Regions from separate parts of the Mus musculus genome. Here all the other regions are linked to region 3. A link is a contact called in public Hi-C data. All regions are on one chromosome and are shown on one strand. The core of a region is the stretch at or near the end of the contact, and the rest is flanking DNA. Distances in the headings are between cores, read along the strand shown. Region 1 has its middle 22 kb from the start of AI463229. Region 2 has its middle 23 kb from the start of Gm47754. Region 3 has its middle 19 kb from the start of Gm40914.

Region 1 (3,200 bases), core at 107-2,606, 220 kb before region 3:
CTCCTCCAGAGGACCCAGCTTCAATTCCCATCACCCAAATGGCAGATCACAACTCTCTGTAACACCTGCTGTAGCACCTCTGTAACACACCTGAAGGACATCTGACACCCTCAAAAAGACATGTATGCAGATACCCCCTTGCCCCCCAAATAACAAAAACCATGAGTAGCCAGGTGTATGGCCTTATCTCAGAACTTGGGAACTTGAGGCAGAGGCAGAGGCAGAGGCAGAGGCAGAGGCAGAGGCAGAGGCAGAGGCAGAGGCAGAGGCAGAGGAGGCAGAGGAGGCAGAGGAGGCAGAGGAGGCAGAGGAGGCAGAGGAGGCAGAGGAGGCAGAGGCAGAGGAGGCAGAGGCAGAGGAGGCAGAGGAGGCAGAGGCAGAGGCAGAGGCAGAGGAGGCAGAGGAGGCAGAGGAGGCAGAGGAGGCAGAGGAGGCAGAGGAGGCAGAGGCAGAGGCAGAGGAGGCATAGGCAGAGGAGGCATAGGCAGAGGAGGCATAGGCAGAGGAGGCAGAGGAGGCAGAGGAGGCAGAGGAGGCAGAGGCAGAGGCAGAGGAGGCAGAGGAGGCAGAGGAGGCAGAGGAGGCAGAGGCAGAGGCAGAGGAGGCAGAGGAGGCAGAGGAGGCAGAGGAGGCAGAGGCAGAGGAGGCAGAGGAGGCAGAGGCAGAGGAGGCAGAAGCAGAGGAGGCAGAGGAGGCAGAGGAGGCAGAGGAGGCAGAGGCAGAGGAGGCAGAGGAGGCAGAGGCAGAGGAGGCAGAGGAGGCAGAGGCAGAGGCAGAGGCAGAGGCAGAGGCAGAGGCAGAGGCAGAGGCAGAGGCAGGGGCAGGAGGCAGAGGAGGCAGAGGAGGCAGAGGCGGGAGAATCCTTGTCTGGTCTACATAAGTGAATTTCGGGATCAGAGCTACATAGTAAGACCATGTCTTAAAGGAGAGAGAGAGAGAGAGAGAGAGAGAGAGAGAGAGAGAGAGAGAGAGAGAGAGAGAGAAACAATGAGGAAACACAAGTACCACAGGTTGTGAGTAACACAGGTTGATTTTTAAAAATGTAAACAAGCCAGAGGAGCAAAGGGAGAACACTTTGGTGGTGAAGCCCTTCCTCCTCCTGTTTCCCATCCATGTCCCATCCTACTGTAATTGCATGCAAATCCTCCTGCTTTTTGTTTTTTTTTTTTTTGTTTTTTTGTTTTTGTTTTTTTAAATAAGGCACAAGTTATGGGGCTTCTCAAATAAAGAGTATACAGGGAGGAGAGTTTGGGTCCCCAGCTATGTGGGTGAGAGCAGTTTGCCTGTCCTCACAGCCCTCCAGAGGCAAAGACAGGAGATGGCTGTCTACACTAGGTAAATCAGGGTTCAATTAGAGACCTGGCCTTGTGCAGAGTTATTGAGTAAGACACCCAGTGTCAACCTCTGGCTTCCACACCTACCCGCACACAAGTGTTCCCACTTACACTCAAATGCGCATGCACACAGACACACACCAACAGAGAAACACTGGTCGGGTGTGTGTGAAGTGGAGCAGAGAGACAGAGTCACAGCAGAGTCTGTCCCCCTTACCAAGGATTTGTTCTCTGTGGTTTCTATCACCCATGGTCCACAGGCATCACCACAGCAGGATAAGCCTCCCCCTGACGTCATTACAAGGTCAGGAGTGGTGCAATGGTGTGTTACAACACCCATGTCATTCACCTCAACATCGTAAAAGAGCCAAGCATGGAACAATTAGCTGTTGAGAGAGAGAGAGAGAGAGAGAGAGAGAGAGAGAGAAAAGATGCAAGGAGACAACATGTAGTACATCACCAAAATTTCAGTGTTCATCTTTTACGATGCCTAATGTACCAACTAAATTTTATAATTTGATTGTTTGAATAAGAGAGTCGGGAATGGAGATACGACTGCATGCTTAAGAGGAGCAATGTTCTTGCAGAGGACCCAGCTTCAGTGCCCAGCACCACAGTTGGCAGCTCCCAGGTACTCGTACCAGCTCCAGGGGATCTGATGCCCTCTTCTGGCCTCCAAGGGTACTTAGACTCATGAGCTATGCCTACACACTGATATACTCAACTACGCATAATGGTTTTAGAAATGAAAAAAAAAAGTCTAAAGAGCAAATGTAGGTCTTTCTTTCTTTCCTTCTTTCTTTCTAAGATTTATTTACTTATTATATTACACTGTAGCTGTTTTCAGACACACCAGAAGAGGGCATCAGATCTCATTACAGATGGTTGTGAGCCACTGTATGGTTGCTGGGACTTGAACTCAGGACCTTTGGAAGAGCAGTCAGTGCTCTTAACCACTGAGCCATCTCTCCAGTCCACAAATTATTTTTTTAATGTAGAGTGTATTATGGACATCTTCCTAGACCAAATAGATAGAAAGAATACTTACTCAAGAGCTTCATAATAGTATGTATGAAAACTGTGCTTAGGTTTCTAGTCACCCCTAATTTGACAGACTTAATTATTTCTTGTAGTATGGGGGAGTGCATCTAGGGTCTCCCACATGCTGGGCAGGTGCTCTATCACTAAGCTACACCCCCAGGCTTATCTGACAGACTTCCAACCCATTTCCAGGTGTTTACTATCATCAGCAGTGCTGAGAGCCAAGTAGAGTACATACAAACAGCAAAGCCCAGGCTTCTGTATAATGGTTACCTCGAGCTGAGGTTGCTATGGGTACTCCATTTGAACACATATTGGCAGTTTACCTTCCAAAGGGTAGAGCTGTTTCCATGGCCTCCAACACTAGAGGGTCACCTTGGTTACCTGGGGTCCCCTCCTGGGACTTGCCCTTCTACATGCTAATTCTCAAAGCTCTTTCATGCCCTTTCTTTTCTTTTTTTTTTTTTTTTTGTAATAACTGATCTGTAAGGTTAGAATGTCAGGGATGCAAACCTGCTAGTTGGCATAAGCCCATTCTCCTTCATATATTTCCTTCTAAAAAATAATTATTTAGGATATAATCAAAACTCGTAGTCAATTATTTTTGATATCATCAAAACTCTTAGTCTTTCCTGGAATGACTGTATTTTTGGTAGTGCTGGGAATTGAACCTAGGGCTTCCTGCTTGTCTCTGGGATTCATTGTTTAAAGTGATGGGAGGAAGGAGGCTTGCAATGAAATCCTTTTGTCCAGATGCTTCTGACTTACGTCATCAGTGCACATGGCACAATCTCTCCCTGTCTGAAGCCGGTGCTTTCTTTACTG
Region 2 (3,353 bases), core at 521-3,020, 140 kb before region 3:
GGACAGAGTGCAGAGACCACAATGGTGGGGCTGGAGATGGCCCGGGCATGCTGCAAAGGCCAAATTCACTCACACAGATTTGTGGATGAGCTGTTCGTTTGGATGTGGTCAGAAGCAGCCTGCTGCTCCCTGATGTAATGATAAGTTATGCCCCATGGAACCATCTGGAAATCATTTCTAGATTTCTGTGACAGAAAAGATTGATATATGGGGGGGGTTCACTAGAGAAGTAGAACTTATAGAATGAATACATATGCACATATATAAACATGTACATATCTATATGTGGAATTTATTAGAATGGCTTATAGGCCATTGTCCAGCTAGTGCAACAATGGTTGTCTACCAATGAAAGGTTTCAGTGTATCCCAGAATCCTAAAGAAGTCAGCTCTAATGCCAGTGAAGGAATGGATTTGCCAGTGAGAGTGAGGGCAATCAGGTAAAGAGCAAGCTTCCTTCTTCCATGTCCTTTATATAGGCTGCCAGCAGAAGGTGTGGCCCAGATTGAAGGTGGCTCTTCCTACGTCAAAAGATCTGGGTTAAAGGTGTATCATCCAACGTCACAAGATTTGAATTAAAAGTGGGTCTTTCCCACTTCAAATGATTTCAGGGGAAAAAAAAACCTTACAGGTGAACTCAGCTGCTTTGGTTTGGGCTAATTCTGGTTGCATTCAAGTTGACAGCCAAGAATAGCTGTCAGGGGTGAGTCTAAGGCCATACCTGCCTTTGCTCATCTGTTTGCTCGCATGCGTGGTGGGCTGGAGAGATGGCAATGACTTCTCCCTTCTCCCACCCCTCCAGTTCTGTATCTGGGTGTTATTTACAACAAGTCACTTGCAGAAAGTACAGCAGGGCAGTGTGCAGAGGCCAAGTGACATCAGATCAGCGTTCCTAGTCCTTGTGTATTATTAGTCTAGGCTGTTTTAAGTTTGTAGCTGTTTTTCCTTTCTATCATGATATACTGCTAGACACAAGGCAGGACCCTGTCTCTGACCTAGTCTTTTCTTACCCTCACCCACCAACACTCCCCGTCCTGCTCCCGTGGAGGGAGGATGCGCTGGTGGCGAATCACCACAAACGGCTCATCCACAAATCTGTGTGGATAAAAACATCGTTATTTCAAAGTTTCAGCCACTCTGGAGGCCAAGAGACCTTGAGCACTTATCACTCCTGCCTCCTCCAAAGCCAACCCTGGACAGACAGAGGTAGCACAGCCGCAGAGTCTGCATCATGTCGCCACTCAGTTCTGAGTTCAGAGGCTTCACTGGCTAGAAACTTATCCAGTGTGTCAGAGGTCTTCAACAGCCCATGCCTCTTCCGGGTCACTTAAATATGTAGCTGACTGAATGCTGAGACCTTCTGAAGTCTGAATTACGTTGTATCTCTCTGGAGAGCATGTTGGTGAGGTTGCATACTGCAACAAAAGGTCCTAAAAGGATGTTGCAGTCTGGTTCTAAGAGAAAAACTCCAGGGCAAGGCTATAGTTTAGTGGTGGAGTACTTGCCTAAGAAACCTTGAATTTGATCCCTGGCACGAAGCCCCACCCAAACAAGAAAAAAAAAAACATATGGGTGTATTTTCCTCCTTTGAGGCTTATGAGGCAAATTTGCATATCTCCCCCATAAATTTGCATCTACCTGACACATATTTGCATTTATGCTCGGAAGATTCTACTTCCAAATGAGGCAGTATGAGACCCCTCATATGTACTGCCATTTGTACTGCTCCTCTTGGATGCATGTCATTGGCTTCTGTTACTGCTGTACTGTTTCATAAGCTTGTCCTCCGTTTCCCAGAAATGCTGACAAAAGTCACCACGGTTGTGAAACTCAGCCCTGAAGGACATCAAAAAGAAAAAAGGCTTCTTGTGAACTGGCAGCTAGTGTGTTAGGTGTTGTCTGTCGACATCAGGATCCCTGTGGACCTATCACAGAGCCCTCTGAGACACCACTAGTTACTACATTATGCCTTGAATTGTATTTATGTCAAAGACTATGCTTATATTTACAGAAAAAGATCGTATCAAAAAGTCGTATTTTTTATAGAAAGGGTTTTCATCTAAGGTATGGGAATGTACAAAGCAGTTACTCTCCAGTGTGGTGTTAGGGTGATTCACTGGGGTTTAAAAATGATGTTATCAAGCTAATGATGCAATTATATGGGGATGTGGACAAGTTGGGTCTCCTCCACGAGCCTGGATTTTCTCTAGGAAGAGGGTCATTAAGCCAAATGGCAGCGCTCCTCACCTCAGGCATCTGGAATTACCATTTTAATATTTGCCACATCCTTTTCTCCTCTATATTATTTTCCTTACTTTCCAACAGAAGTAGTGTTTTCTGCCTTCTTGTAATCCTGAGCAAACTCTCTTATAAAGCACATGTTTGATGTGATTTTTGCTTACACATCACGAATTGCCATAGTCGTCTTAAATATCTTAGAAATCTTTTATTTTTATTATGTTTGTGTGTGCGCATGTGGTGCATGAGAGTGTGCCCGCATGCGTGTTTGTGTGCGCGTGACGACAAAAAGGGGGGAGGGGTTAGATTGCTTGGATCTGGAGTAGCCAGCAGCTGTGAGCTTCCTGAACAACAACAAAGGGATCTCCCAGCATGCCTTGAAACTGGGGAGAACCAGATAATTATGTTTATTTTTAATTTTTATGTGTATTGGTGTTTCACCTGCATGTATATCTATGCAACTATGTTTGTGCGGTGATCATGAAGGCCAGAAAAGAACACTGACCTCCCGGAACTGGGGTTAGAAACAGTTGCTAGTCACAGTAGGTGCAAGGAATGGAACTTGAGTCCTTTGGAAGATCAGTCAGTGCTCTTAACCACTGAGCCATCTTTCCAGTCTGATAATTGTTTTTTGACCTATATTTGTTATAGGACAAATGCTCAGCTTTGGTTTGACTCTGTTTCCTAACACTCATTTGACATTTGTTTTTTATGCCATTCTGACAGTGTCAAGAGGGCTCTTTCCATTGTCACAGGAGTGGACTCCTGATAACAAGATTTTCTTCTGTCCTGAATGTGCTTGCCTGTCCTTCAGACTTGGGAAAGGCTGCACGAGGTCTTTGTCATATGTCAGCACCACGCTCTTGCACTGCCCAGACGCCAGGGAAAGAAGCCAAAGAAATCTCTGTACTTTATAAATTACCCAGTCTGTCTACTGCCACTTCAGAGCCAGAAGAGGAGGGCCGCTATCTCCCAGGGATGGCAGGAGGATGGCAGTGTTTTAGAAACTACAGGACTATCACAAGTATCCTCAACTTGTCTGTGGCTCCCTTTTACACAGAGAGAAATGAACCATGGTGTCAGGCTACCACCCTCTGTGACTTTCTGTCACTTTA
Region 3 (3,002 bases), core at 194-2,693:
GTGTGAGAGAGAGAGAGAGAGAGAGAGAGAGAGAGAGAACATCTGTTACTCCCCTTGCTCAGCATCTTCGAGGCTTGGCTCTGTAGAGCCATGAAGTAGGACCCAGATGCGAGGTTGTTTGCTGACACCTTCCCATACAGGCAGCTCCTGAACCTGCATGTCACTGCATGCTCCTGGGTAGTCTGGCCTTTGGCTGCAATCAGACATCAGGACAGTTGTAGACTCTGCAAGCAAGGGTCATAATTCATAGCGGGGAAGGGTTCCTCTTGTCTCTGGGACCCCGAATTTTGCAGTTGTGTTTGCTAATCTGGCATACCCTTTAGCTGATCTAAAAGTGAACGTGGATGACCTGAGATGCTGTCTGCGAATGCTTCATGAGACATCTACAGAACATGGTGGCTCGGATTTTTCCATGCTTCTGCAGTCCGTATGGAAGATCTCTGTTCTGGCTTCCACAGTAGAAGTGGAGCTGGAACATCCCAGGATAGCACAGCTCTTTTTTTTTCTTTTCCACCCACAGTTTCTGCTGCCTTTTGTTTGTATTTTAAAAGTCAATGCCACATTTTGGTGGAAGGTGCACGTGCCTGGGGAGGGTGTTTGGTTTTTTTTTTTTTTTTTTTTTTTTTTTTTTAAGTGGAAACAAAGAAAACCTGATGTTCCGACTGTGTTTGTTTTTCTGGGCTTTTTCCTATTGTTGCTTAAGAAGCTGGGAGTACAGAAACCCTTAGAATTCCCATCTGGGTGCTTTAATGGCACACAAGTGGATCTTAAAACCACCCGCCCTCCAGCTTGTCTATGTTTGAGGACTGTGAAGCCAAATAGAGCTATAAAAACCATTTTGTGCAGTGACCCGCCCGATGCTGCCACAGCCAGCCAGCATCCCCACCCCACGCCCCCTTCAGAGGGTTGTCTGCTGAGCCCTGACTGCCCGGGCTCCTGCAAGCTGTCACTGTTCACTTTTGCACGCCTCGAAGCATCTCCCCGAAAAGAAAACATTCTCAAGACTCTGGGCCTGGCCTCTCTCTTCCAGGGCAGCTTCCAGCCTCTGTTTGGCCTATCTTCTTCCTCAGGTCTTCACCCCAGCCTGCTGGTGTGGGCTGCAGGGGAGGGTGGCGATGTGTGCTTGAGCCCCAAGTTGGGAGCGCTGGGAGGCTGCAGAATCCTCCCTGTCATTTTACCCTGTGTTTCTCCTCTCTTGCCTTCTTGGCATTTATCTTGTTCCCTAACAGATTTCCACACCGAGAGTTTAATTCAGGCCAAGAGAGCAGCCCCGAAAAGAGGGTGGGAGGTAGGGGGTCAGGCCATATGAGGCAGGGGCTCCAGTTCCCAGCAGATTCTCCCTGTGGAACTCTGTTGGCTCCCAGGAAGGCCTCCCCACTTTTGCCCACTGCGTGCACGTAAAGACTCAGAGGGGCCTGCCCCTTCCTTATCTCCACCCCATTGGCAAAGCGGCCTGTTTGCCTTGCTCTTTCAACGGGTACACCTTTGTCACGAAACCAGAAGAGGCCAGATGCCAGATACTTGCCAGCTTTCCTGGGGTTAACTAGACTCCAGCGCCCCCCAGAGGAGAGTTAAGTGGAAAATACCATCCGATGCAAAGGACTTAGATCTATTTAAACTGGCAAGTTTATAATCTTTTTTTTTATATATATAGTTATAATAAACCTTTAAAACACTAGGGCTGGGCAGATATCTACCCTCTAAGCTATCAGTATCTAATTTCCTATCAATAACCCTGAGATATGACGTTCCATCTGGGTTACTCTTACTCCGTTTTTATTGAGGGCCCAAGAGTCACAGGTGCGTAAAGCGGCACTGTGGGACCAAGAAGACTGATGGCAAAGCACCGGGACAGAGTCTCTGCCAGTGTGCCTGTGGCGGAGAGATCTTGATGGGCACTGGGAGAAGCTCCCTGCCCACTCGCCTCTAGGCTTTCCTTGAGTGAACGCAGAGAGGAGAAAGGAGAGAAGACGACAGGGAACTGAATGGTATGGGAATGTCTCTCAACAGCCTAAAGCCAAGGATCCCAACAGGATTGACATTTACTGTTGGGGTGGGGTGGGGGGGCCGCCTACACAGAGACAGTGTTACCTTTATGTACTTTATATATATTTCAAAGAAGACCGTTAAAATGTCGGAACATCATGTTTAAGGGCAATGCATATATGACCTCCAGTATATTCACTTATATTCCAGTATATATTCACTAGTCCTTTCTCAGTTACAAGCTTGCAGTTTTCCAGGACTCTCCCAAGGATCGTCCCAGTCCCTTCATTTACCTAAAAGATATGCCTTTGCTTTCTTGTACAACCTTAGTCCCATGCCTTGCCTTAATGGATTGCAGCCCTGTCCCAGGCACCTGCAGAGCCCCTCTGTAATCTCATGATCTATACGGAGATAAAGAAATCCCTCTGAGCAACGTAATTCCAAAAGCTACCCAAATACTATAGACTGCTATTGCTGGACATTTAAGCAACACTGTCCCTTAAGAAGCCCCCACCCATTCCTGGGTGTGTCCCATCTGTCCCCAGATGACCCTCTTTCTTCAGCCCCTGTGCTGAAATCTGTGTTAATATTTTTCTTCTGAATAAACTCCAACTCTGCTTCGTACCGGCTCAGGCTGAAATTCTCTGTGCAAAGTCAAGGGCCCCTACTGTACCAGGTAGAAGTGTGCAAGAAGAACCTGGATGCTACAGATGGAGCCCTGTCCCTGGCTCTCCTCGGCTGATGACAGGGACATATAACCCAGACCTCTGACTTCTTGCTTGGCAACAAATATATATACACGGAAGAGTTCCCAGGGTGGTGAAGGGCGAACTGTTGCCACAAATCAACCTGGCAGAGACTTTCGAGTGAGGGGGAGTCATCTCTTTACTCACCTCTCTAGTTCCCTGCCTAGACTCCTTTCTCTCCTCAGGTTGAGCCTTCAGCTATATCTGGGTCTCATTGTCTCTCTCACTGTCAACTACAGATTACAGCCCCTCGGCTACCCCCTGCTCCCC

What was found. Hi-C and Micro-C count contacts between places; a contact is called where the count stands out from the background.
Region 1: a Hi-C map of liver shows a contact between it and region 3, with 2.0 times the contacts expected there. The contact joins two enhancer-like sites. A contact is called at or near these places in 11 of 484 Hi-C or Micro-C datasets (bone marrow-derived macrophages, differentiating embryonic stem cells, embryonic stem cells and 6 more) and 14 of 115 datasets of contacts at active chromatin or transcription factors (the HPC-7 cell line, bone marrow-derived macrophages, craniofacial prominence and 6 more).
Region 2: a Hi-C map of liver shows a contact between it and region 3, with 2.0 times the contacts expected there. The contact joins two enhancer-like sites. A contact is called at or near these places in 1 of 39 promoter capture datasets (liver), 12 of 484 Hi-C or Micro-C datasets (the C2C12 cell line, ECoMG myeloid progenitors, the HL-1 cell line and 8 more), 8 of 115 datasets of contacts at active chromatin or transcription factors (the HPC-7 cell line, bone marrow-derived macrophages, double positive thymocytes and 4 more) and 1 of 9 other capture datasets (embryonic stem cells).

What each region holds. Positions count from the first base shown.
Region 1 is chr13:37,687,762-37,690,961 of GRCm38.p6, reverse strand. No RefSeq gene overlaps it. Among named protein-coding and RNA genes, the nearest start is that of AI463229, 22 kb to the right of the region's middle. Within about 2 kb of position 1,356, at least 6 of the 459 cell types and tissues checked have an H3K27ac peak or open chromatin away from gene starts, as enhancers often do. A contact at or near this core is called in hepatocytes and liver, where this site is marked.
Region 2 is chr13:37,602,213-37,605,565 of GRCm38.p6, reverse strand. No RefSeq gene overlaps it. Among named protein-coding and RNA genes, the nearest start is that of Gm47754, 23 kb to the right of the region's middle. Within about 2 kb of position 1,770, at least 25 of the 459 cell types and tissues checked have an H3K27ac peak or open chromatin away from gene starts, as enhancers often do. A contact at or near this core is called in brown adipocytes, hepatocytes and liver, where this site is marked.
Region 3 is chr13:37,466,447-37,469,448 of GRCm38.p6, reverse strand. No RefSeq gene overlaps it. Among named protein-coding and RNA genes, the nearest start is that of Gm40914, 19 kb to the left of the region's middle. Within about 2 kb of position 1,443, at least 71 of the 459 cell types and tissues checked have an H3K27ac peak or open chromatin away from gene starts, as enhancers often do. A contact at or near this core is called in brown adipocytes, hepatocytes and liver, where this site is marked.